3 separate regions of the Sus scrofa genome follow, and all the other regions are linked to region 2. Evidence: chromatin contacts called from public targeted proximity ligation data. All regions are on one chromosome and are shown on one strand. The core of a region is the stretch at or near the end of the contact, and the rest is flanking DNA. Distances in the headings are between cores, read along the strand shown.

Region 1 (3,691 bases), core at 960-3,459, 200 kb before region 2:
GTATGGATAACTGGCGGCAGGTCCTCGCCTTTGACAGAGGCTCCTGCAGGGAAGGACAAAGGCTTGGCCTCCAGTCCCTCGGTGTGCCTTCCTCAGGCGAGCTTGGTGCACCGTGTGTACTATTGTGGGAAGTCCACGGAGCCCTCAGGAGAAGTGCAGGGGATTCTCCCTGGGCAGGTGTCTTGGAGCACCAGGGTTCCGTTTATGAGTTCTGAACCTCAGCTTGGCTCTTTGGATTTGGAATAATCCACAGCTGCTTGTGGTTTTGGGGGAGTGGAAGGGCTCCTACCTTGGGAGTGAGGACATTGATTTTAAGTAGCAGCTTTCTTGAGAGAAGAGGGGAACGCATCTTCAGTTTTGGTTACAGAGCTTCAGAGGGTTTTGTCCACATTAAAGACAGCATATGTTGTTAATTGAGTGGTGGAACTGCTTCTATAAAAGAATTGTTTTCTGCAGCCATCCAGCAGTCTGGCCACCAGCCACATGCAAGTCAGTTTGTTTCTCTGCAGGATTACATGCTCCATGTCTATCGTACTCTTGAGTCTGGGAATCCTGCAAGTTTTAGACAATTTTCCATTTAGTAAAATAGTTCATTTGTTGTTGACATCTTTTAATTAACGTTGTGAGCAGAGAGATGCTGTAGCCGCACCGAAATACTGCTAGTGGATTAGAGAGCGCTACTTTTATGGCAGAGTAGCCATGATTTATCAGCCCTTTACTTCATGTATTATGGCCAAGATGAAATTTCCCTGTGTGATAAGAGATCGACTATATTTCAGTTGGTCTCTGTTAGATGCTATTATTCCGCTATTTCTTGATTTCTTTTTTTTTTTTTTTCCTATTGTGTTGGATTGTCCTTGGCACTTTTGAGATGTTGTGACTTGTGTTTTGCTTATTTCTCCACCCCTTCCCTGAAACATGCAGTACATGTAGATAACTTGCTCTTACAGACCCTGTGCGATGTGGCTCTTTTACACTTGCGTAATTTTCCTGGCTGGAGCGTGACTGTCTCTGTCCTTTGTTATCATCAGCTTAAATTAAAATTATCAAACAGAAAAACCGTCCATGGGATGCCGTTGCCTCTAAAGAACGGTTCAGTTTCTGTTCCTTTCTTTTTCTTTTTTTCTTCTGTATTTTCTTTGAATATTGGCCAGTTGTAAATGTTTTGACTTTGGTAGTGGTTTCATTTATTTGTATTTTTTAAATTTTATCATTCCTTGTCCCTGTAAAGCATTTTCTTGTATCTACTTTGGAAGAATTGTCATTTATTCATCCTTATTTTTCAGTATGCTGCATTTTCATTCATTTCCATAGATTTCCTCCCTTCCCCCCCCCCCCCTTAGCTTCTGTGGATTCCGGCGCTTGCTTTTGTTCATTGTTAGACTTGTTGTTTGACTCTGTCGTGTGTGAACTCAAAGGATCCTTCATACTATTTTTTTTTTTAACATCTTTCTTGGTCCAGCTGCTGGGTGTTTCAGAGTTATTTGACAGTAGGAAGTATTATTCAGTTTTTTTTTTTTTTTCCATGAATTCCACAGGCTAGTGCTTGGTTTTCACAAAGTTTCTGAAAGTTTGTGAGTGGGCTTTTGCACGATCTTCCCAGGCCTGTTTTGTGGGAGCTGAAGTGTAGGATCCAGGCTGAGACTGTTCTTTGTGTGTTGGTTTGCTTCTGCTGCTGGTGCTCTGGTTTGTGCCAGTGGATACAGTCAGCAAAAGACACATTGCTGAACAATGAACTCAGAACTGAAAGAAAGATTGGTGTGGTTTCTTTTTCCCCCCATCTAGCATTCTGTGGTTATTTCTCCTGATTTTTTGGCGAGTGTTGCTCGTCTGTGTCAAGCTGTGGCCACATCAGCTTTAAATTTTTGCTTTGTATAATTCAGTTAGGAATTAGAAAGAAGTATTTGAAATCATGCAGCAGTCCATATTTTCCAAAGTATTTTTTACTGAACTGATCTCATGCTCATGTCCCAACAACTTTCAGAGGGCCAGTTGCCCGGCTGTACGTACAAGGGAGGATTCAGAGCGTCTAAGGGACCAGGGCACATAACTGGGAAGTGAGGAACCCAAATCCAAGACTTCTGAGTACAAACCCGATGCTTTTCCCACTGCAACAGGCTGGGAAAGAAGTACTGTATTTTTACCATGCACTCACTATTGGCTTTGCAGTAGAGCAGATAAGAGCAAGTCAACGTGGTGAGAAAGTTACGCAGGAGGAAATAAGAACAGGCAGCAGCGTTGCTGAATAGGAAGTAAGCACAACATCAAATGCTAGTGCCTTCCATCAGACATCAGCTAGGAAGGGCGGGGGGCAGTGGGACTAATCCCCGATTGGGAAATGAGCTGACAACCTTCCACTTTTGTGTGGATCCCTCTTGGACACTCAAGGAGTTAACAACTCATGGTTGGTTACTTTTTGTTTGTTTCCGAGGGGGCCGAAAGCACCAGCAAAAGTTGCTGAAGACAGGGTGCGAAGTTAATCAGGTTTACCAGAGATAAAGGGTTAGTTTCAGCTCTGAGATGCGGAGCAGAGACTTAAACGCTGATTTTACTGTGGGTGTCTTTAGACTGGTTAGCCGGTGATCTTCAGTTACCTGATAGATCCTCACCTAGCAACACGTCTTTATGATTCAGGTCGGTTATCTGGCCTAAAACACCTTTCATTGTCCTGATTATATCTTTGTGCTGTAATAAAATCTGTTGTTTAATTGACAGATCCTAAGTGCAACAGCAGTTTTGAAGAACTTTCTAAAATCACTTGAATGTTTTTTTCTTTAATGTGGGGAAGATGAGGGAAGAAAACTTAAAAGTCAAGGTAACTTAAAATTCAAGATAGTACAATGGACCAGATAGGAATAGCTAACTAGCCTCTTTGGGCATTTTTGAGTGAAAAAAATTGCCTTTGCATTTTATAACGGGCTCCACATTTATTTCGAAGTGAAATTATCAAAAGATGTTGACCTTAGCATAAGTTTTAAATAGCAAATACTCAGTTTTATTTTATGAAACAGAAGAAATCTGAAAGAAATGAGACATGATCAAAAGCAAATTTAATTAAAGTAGAATGTTCTCCCCTCAACCTATTAGTCTTGCTACAGTTCCTCTTAAGAGACATGGATTTGTCAGAACTTATGTCATCCTAATAATTAACTGAAGTGAACGAATTTTATTTTTAGAGCTAAAGACTCTTTGATGTCATTGAACCCACTACTGATTGTAGCAGTTTCTTTACAGCATCCTTGGTAGGTGGCTATACAGCTATTACCATTAAGAGGCATCTTATTATTCACGAGGGAACATCACATTGCTCTTCAAAAAATGGTTTTGTCCCCTGAACAAAAAAACTTTATTTCCTCATCGGCATGACAGTTTCATGGTATTGAGAGGAGTGCTCAGCTGAATTCTTTTTTTTTTTTTTTTTTTTTTGTCTTTTTGCCATTTTCTTGGGCCGTTCCCGTGGCATATGGAGATTCCCAGGCTAGCGGTCCAATCAGAGCTGTAGCCCCCCGCCTACGCCAGAGCCACAGCAACGCGGGATCCGAGCCGTGTCTTCGACCTACACCCCAGCTCATGGCAATGCTGGATCCTTAACCCACTGAGCAAGGCCAGGGATCGAACCTGCAACTTCATGGCTCCTAGTCGGATTTGTTAACCACTGCACCACGACAGGAACTCCTCAGCTGAATTCTTG
Region 2 (3,494 bases), core at 285-2,784:
TTCTGGCATTTTCCCCCTGGTGAAATCCTTGCTCTTCCCCACACGCCTTCCCTGCATGCAGCTACTCTGCTTTCTCCATGACCTTCTTCTGAATGTGAAGCTCTGAGCTCTAGTGCTTGTTCCAGCCCGCTCAGTAGGTGGACTCCGGTAAAGTTTAGAATTGGTTTTCTTTACAGCCCCAAATGGCCACTTTCAAAATAATTCGGTTCAGTGTGGCCTCTTGCATTGTATGAATCAGTAGCTGACTCTCCTGAGAGGCTTTAGAGCTGCAGAGAGCTCCATGCCTCTGGGGTGTGGGGCGGGGGGCTCTTTTCCTGGACTTTGAAGCAGGTCACAGAAAAAGGATCTGAAAAGAAATCCCATGTGACTGATGACCAGGACACCACTGATATCACAACTTAAACTCCTTGTGTAGATAACACGGAGCCAAGAGCAAAGGTCTAAGAAAGAAGCGTAAGGCAGTCTCCCCTGCCTGGGACGTAGTAACGTGCCAGATTTAGGCACTCATGCCGTGGTGAAGGAGAATAATTTTAAAATAAATAAGAATAAAATAAGAATAATAAAAAGGCCTGCTCCCTAGGCCTTAGAAAGAGAAACGGGAAGTAAAGCAGATGGCAGAGCGAGAGAAGTTTTGAGCACAGCCAGAAGAAAGGTGAAGGGTGAGGCGAAGTCTGACCCTGTCATGACACAGTGTCCTCCTAAGAGTGCCACTTGGGTAAGATGGGCTGGGCTGGTGGAACCGGGTCAGAGGCTGCAGGAGGGACCCACGTGGCCCAAGGCTCTAAGGTGAGGCGATCCAGCGTCACCTGCCCCTTGGGGGTGCTGCCCTCAGGGCACTGCCTACTGCAGATGGCTAGAGTGTTCTAAGCTCATCTCACCGCTAGGCCCGCCTCTACTCACCTCTACTCAGCTGGGGAGGCAGAAGCTAACAGGTGATCCCGGAGATGGGAGAAGAATTTTTCCATGGACCCCTCTTCTTCCCAGAAATTCCTAGATTCGGTGATTGATTACAAGGGGCACATCTGGCACGAGGAAACAGACTCTTTCAACTGATCACACTTAGTATCTTGAGACCAGGGGCCAGAGGGATGGAAAACAAATGCGAATCCCCCTAAATATCCCGTGACTGGTCACTTTCAGAAATCTTTTCTTTTCTTTTTCCTTCCCTTTTTGGCCATACCCACGTTAGTGGAAGTTCCTGGACTGGGGTTGAACCCACACCTCGGCATTGACCTGAGCCACAGCAGTGACGATGCTGGATCCTTAACCGCTAGGCCATCAGGGAACTCCATGACCAGTCACTGCCATGCACGCAGTAAAAGTACAGTGCTGGTGGGAACTCGTGCAACTAGAGCAAGGCAGTCCCGGGAGGACATACAGTTGGAGTTTGCTCTTCCCTTCTGCGTGGTTTTTGCCGTGTCAAACACAACTGAGTGAGAGCTGCCCCCGCAGCCCTAACTGGAGGCAGGGGAGGCTGTCCTGGCCTGGAACAGGCCTCTTTCTGGGCCACTGTCAGTGCTGTCTGAGCAGAGGGAGCACAAATATAAACCTCGGGCACATAAGGACACGCACAGGCCACAGAGCCTGTCAAGGGTTCTGTCATGTTCCGAATGAACAGATGTTTCTCCCACAACATTCTTCTTGGGGTTGGTCCAATGCATTTAAAAAAAAAAAAAAAACAACCAACACTGTTTACACTAATTATGCCCTTTTGCTGCCTTTGCTTGTTTTGTTTTGCTCTTCTCTTTTTCCCATACATTAAGAACTGTTCGCGTGAGGAAATTCTGCCCAGCTGCTTTTGGGAACAGACCCTTCCATAGCTTAAACCGGGAACCCTTTGTTCTTGGATCTGAGTGCAGCTCAGATTGCCTTGTCACATGTATCTTGGCGCTTCTTCCCTGAAGTTTATAGGCTTTTTAAAATCCATTTCCTTTTTACCCCGAAGACGATCAGCTTTCATAACTTTTCTTAAAGTAAATTTATCCAGATCCCTGTATTGTTTCGAGTTCTCTTCAGTGGCTCAGTCGGTGTTTTACTCAACAGTCCATATATTAAGTACATATTAAGTTTGGTGAATACCGTACCACTATCCTAGGCATTAAAAGGGAAATTAAACCCTTTTCTCCTTCATTGGTTTGTGCATATTTTCCTCTATTTATCCATTTTCTTCACTCGAGAGAGATTTTTTTGTAGCTTCTGTTGTGCTCCAGGTCCGCAGTGGGTGCAGCAGAATCAGTGATGAGGCAAGGGCTTCGCCTTCAAGGAATCCCCAATATACTGGTAGAAAAAGACACGTACAGAATTGAATTGCCAGTCAGGGTGATACGTGCCATAATAGCAGAGCGTTCCAGCTTCTTTGAGGAGGGGGATGCCTTGGCTCTGCCTCAGGCAACAAAAATAGCTTTACAGAATGAATACCTGCCACGGGAGAGTGTTCTCCACAGCGAGCAGTAAATCCAGAGACTAGGAGCGGGGAGAGAGGATGTTTGGGAAGTGATGATTGATTTGGTGGGGTCAGCGTCTAGCGAACAGAACCAGGAGCGACAGGAGATGGAGCTGGAAAAAATAGGCAGCCAGGTTGGGAAGGTCATTTTACACGCCGCATTTGAAAATGTACAACATGTCATATAGAAAATGGGGGTGGGGCAGGAAAGGCTCTGAAGCAGAGAAAATACATCCTCAGCGTTCTGGGCTGAATGGGGGTCCAGCCAAATGCATGTGTTGAAGCCCTAACCTCTCCCCACTCCTGGTCTGGCAAAATGTGACCATATTTGGAAATAGGATTTTTAGAGAGTTAATTATTAAAGTGAGGTCATTATTCGTGTGGGCCCTAATCCAGATGATGGGTGTCCTTATAAAAGGATGAAATTGGGCCACAGACACACGCAGAGGGAAGAAACAGAGAAGAAAGCCATCTACAAGCCCGCGAAAGAGGTCTCAGAAAAAACCCAACCCTGCCAACACCTCGATTTTGGACTTCTAGCCTCCAGAATGATGAGAAACGTTCTATTGTTTGAGCCAATGACAAGTGAAACGGTTTCATAGAGGACATTTCAGTAGCTTAACAAAGGATCCTTAAGGATTTCAGAGATATATTTATTTGTAAGTACAGTTGGCCCTCCATGTCTGCAAATTCTGCATCTGTGGATTTAACCAACCACAGATGGAAATATTCACGGAAAAAAGAAATTTCAGAAAGTCCCGAAAAGCAAAACCTGAATCTACTGTACTTAGGCAAATATTTACATAGCATTTACTTTGTATTAGGTATTATAGGTAATCTAGAGATGATTTAAAGCATATGGGAGGGGAGTTCCCGTTGTGGCATGACAGAAGCAAATCCGACTAGTATGCACAAAGATGTAGGTTCAATCCCTGGTCTCACTCATTGGATCGGGGATCTGGTGTTGCTGTGAGCTGTGGTGTAGGGGGCAGCTGTAGCTCTGATTCGACCCCTAGCCGGGGAACTTCCATATGCCACGGGTGCGGCCCTA
Region 3 (3,468 bases), core at 252-2,751, 220 kb after region 2:
CCGGGCCAAGGCCCGGCCGCAGGGAGGCGCGGATACCCTGCGCGCCCAGGGCGCCCGCTGCTCCGGGCGGCGCCGCGGAGGGCGCCGACGACCGCGCGCGGCCGCACCCTCCCTGCGAGCGGCTCTGCGCGCCCGGCTCCCGGCCTCGCGGTGGCGCCGCGCTGAACCGCCCGTCTCGCTCTTCAGGACTGTGATTATTTTCTAAAACCCTGCGCAGGGGCCCGCGTGGCCGCTCTCGGGGGCCCCGCCCCGCGCCCCTTCCCAGGGCGGTGGAGAAGTAGGGAGGCCGTGGCGCGCTCTGGAGCCGGCGAGGGAATCCCTCTCCCTCCACGTCACCCGAAAGCGAGGGAACCCGCACGCGCGTCCTCTAACGCAAATGACCATCTTTGGCAACAGGCGCCGGTGGAACAGACCAAGGGCGCAGGGCCCAGGGGGGTGGGCGGGGGTGGGGAAGGGCCGGGCTGCCTCGGGTCCCCCAAACCGCGCTCACAGCGCTCCCACCCCCTCCACCTCCTTCCTTCCTCGCGCAGGGTGTGCGGCTGGCGTCAGCGCGGCCGGGAGCCCGGGCAGGGAGGGGAGTGCTGCGCCCGCCTCCTCCCGCGCCTCTTCCTCCTCTTCCCCCTCCTCCTCCTCGGCCCTCTCCCTCCGCCTCCCCTAGCGCTCCTCCCGCAAGGTGGAGTCTTGGGTTGACGTGAGGTACAGGGGCTGGAGAATAAAGAGTGGAGTTGAACTCGTGCCATTGTAGTGACTCATCTCGGGCAGAGCGCTGGGGCTCCGAGCGAACCAGCGAGCAAGCAAGCGGCGCTCGGCGGGGACAGAGAGAGGGAGAGAGAGAGGCGCGGACGGGCGAGGCGGGCCCGTCCGGGAGCGGGCGCCGGGGAAGGGGTGCAGGTCCGGGCGCCGGAGCCGCCGCAAGGGGAGCGGGCCCGCGTCCCTCTCCGCGTCAGCTCAGCTGGAACCCCACGGGCCGCGGGGCGGGCTGCCTTCACCTAATCAAGTGTCCCTGCCGCTCGAAACTCCGGCGGCGAGTCGGCCACAGGAAGTTTATTCTCAGCTCCTTTTCTAAAAGGAGGAAATAGAAGTTTCTCCAAGCGGGCAGCCTTTCTTTTCGCCTTTTTTTTTTTTTCTTCCTTTTTTGCCCTGTCTGAAATTGGGGGCCCCCAGACCTGGCAGGCTTGACTCGCCGGGCTCCTATTCTTTTTTTAATTTCCAATTTTTGATTGAGCCGGCGGTCCCGGCTGGGCTCTGATTGCGCGCGGGGGCAGGAGGGCGCGCGCAGGGGAGGGACCGAGGGACGCGCGGACTTTTTAGAGGGAGGGACCGGGTGGACAACTGGTCCCGCGGCGCTCGTAGAGCAGGAAAGAAGTGCAGCGCTCGGCGCTCGGGGGGCACTGTTCTCGGAGTGCCGCCGCCGAGGGGGAGAAGCCCGGGAGCGACGCTTAGAGCCCCAGGCGCGGCCGGCAGGGAGCCAGCGCGCAGCTGCCGGTGCGCGGCCGCGGCGAGGGCGGGGGAAGAAAAACACCCTGTTTCCTCTCGGGCCCCCACCGCGGATCATGTACCAGGATTATCCCGGGAACTTTGACACCTCGTCCCGGGGCAGCAGCGGCTCTCCTGCGCACGCCGAGTCCTACTCCAGCGGCGGCGGCGGCCAGCAGGTAGGTGCGGGCCCCGGGTGCACCTGGCGCCGCGGGTGGACCCCCCGCCTTCCTCTCGCCAGGACTGCCTTTTTTCCCCCCCTTTCTTTTCCCTTTCTTGATTTGGCGAGAAAATTCTTGCGGCCTCCATTGTAAGTTCTAGATTTTCATCTTGTCCTCCTGACACCTCCTTTAACCTTCCCCCATCCCCCGCCAACACTTTTTTTTTTTTTTTTTTTTTTTAAACTAGAGCGGCGAGTGGGCTGGAGAGCCAACAAACCCTCGCCTTCACACTACATCCTATACAGACAAGCTCCTGGAATTGCAGGGCCTTTTCCCCAGGACCCTGTACCTCTCTCGCAGGAACCCCGTGGTTAGACCCCCCTCCAAAAAAAATCTTTGCACCCACGGGCACCTCCCGACATCCAGGGACCTTATTCCTGCGAAAAAGCCCTCTCTCCTTCGGTCTTCGTTCATTTCTGAAAGAACTTGGGGACTGGGAAAAATGGGCTCCTTCAAGTAATCCGGAGCGAGGGCGAGGGTTGTCGCTCTGGGAATCAGGTGCGAAGGTCAGGAAGGAGGAGGTCAGCCTTGATTGGCTCAGGCTGCGCCTTTCTCCCCCGCGCCCATCCATCTCCTGTTAGGGTCACAGAAGGAGCCTGCACAGCCGACCAGAAGGGGCGCCTTGGGGGTCTGGGAATATCTGGGGCCAGGACGCCTGCAGAGAGGGGACGGTGGGGGGGCGGTGGGGGCGGTGGATGAGACCTCGCTTAGGCTCCTGGGTGGTTCTGGAAGCCGGAAAACAACTTGTTTCTAAAGCAGGCGGACTGGTTTGCACCAGAGGGATTTTGCCTGAGATCTGTGTGTCTATAAATACCGGAATAAATACCAGAAAGGTGCTGCTGGGTTGGTGGTGTTCGTGGGGTGCCTGCCCTCTGCAGCCACCACTCCCCCCCACCCCCCGACCCCCACTCTTGGGAGGGAGCTGGCTTAACCAACAAGGTTGCTGGAACCTGAAGCCCGCCTCGGTCAGGATCTGCAGAGTCTCTAGGCAAGTTGGCTGTCTCGAGTTGCGCTGGTAAGATGATGATGGCTTTGGCTTCTATAAGCCAGCCAACCAGGAGGGCCTGGGGTGGACTTCTGGGGAGGAGGGACCCTGAGGGAGAATAAAATGGAAAGGGGGCTCTCTTTGGTATCTGAAGAGGGGTCTCTTATTCCAAAGTGGTTCCCCATACCTGGTGAGTCCTTAAAATGGCTTTTCTGTGTCTTCTTTTTACCTGCCCCGGTGTCCCCTTTAGCACCCCACTGTAGAGAACCTGGTTGGTGCATTGAGGGTACGGTCAGAGCACCCCTAATACTGAGCACTAAGGTGATGCATTTCAAGTCTTGTCCCAAAGTGTTTGATTTTTGTTTGCTCTCCAGCCCCATTGGTGGTTTGTATTGAATCCAGATATCATTAAGCAGCGGGTGGGAGTCATTTATACCCATTCCCTCAGTCTCCATTTCCACAGCACCCCCCCCCCCCATCTCCGTTCTCCGATGGGAAGGGAATCTTCTGATGTCTCATCTGCTCTTTTGGCTGCTGTTTCTATGGCAGTCATCACTGAAATGTTACAACGTCGCCGCCTGGCTTTGCTCAGACCCTGGGGCCTGGATGGGAAGTCCGACCGGACATCAGTGCCCCGATTGAATAATCTGTGTCACTAGGGCTTTGAGCCCAGGATGCAAGCGGAGGCAATTCCCTGTTTTGGAAGAAAATCAGACAGGAAACCAGTGCTAGGAAGAAGGAAGAGAACTCAGTCCAGCAGAGTGTAATGGGGCCTCATTACCAAAG

What was found.
Region 1: a targeted proximity ligation map of skeletal muscle shows a contact between it and region 2, with 2.8 times the contacts expected there. A contact is called at or near these places in 2 of 47 Hi-C or Micro-C datasets (embryonic fibroblasts and heart right ventricle) and 1 of 2 datasets of targeted methods (skeletal muscle).
Region 3: a targeted proximity ligation map of skeletal muscle shows a contact between it and region 2, with 4 times the contacts expected there. A contact is called at or near these places in 1 of 5 promoter capture datasets (liver), 4 of 47 Hi-C or Micro-C datasets (embryonic fibroblasts, heart right ventricle, omental adipose tissue and 1 more) and 2 of 2 datasets of targeted methods (alveolar macrophages and skeletal muscle).

Annotation. Positions count from the first base shown.
Region 1 is chr3:111,264,774-111,268,464 of Sscrofa11.1, reverse strand. The region is part of intron 3 of BABAM2 (BRCA1-A complex subunit BRE); the gene reads left to right. Among named protein-coding and RNA genes, the nearest start is that of BABAM2, 62 kb to the left of the region's middle.
Region 2 is chr3:111,065,456-111,068,949 of Sscrofa11.1, reverse strand. All of the region lies in intron 7 of BABAM2 (BRCA1-A complex subunit BRE), which reads left to right. Among named protein-coding and RNA genes, the nearest start is that of FOSL2, 220 kb to the right of the region's middle.
Region 3 is chr3:110,840,936-110,844,403 of Sscrofa11.1, reverse strand. FOSL2 (FOS like 2, AP-1 transcription factor subunit) reads left to right here and starts at 1,501. Exons shown (of 4, transcript NM_001315740.1): 1 at 1,501-1,655. The coding sequence starts at 1,554.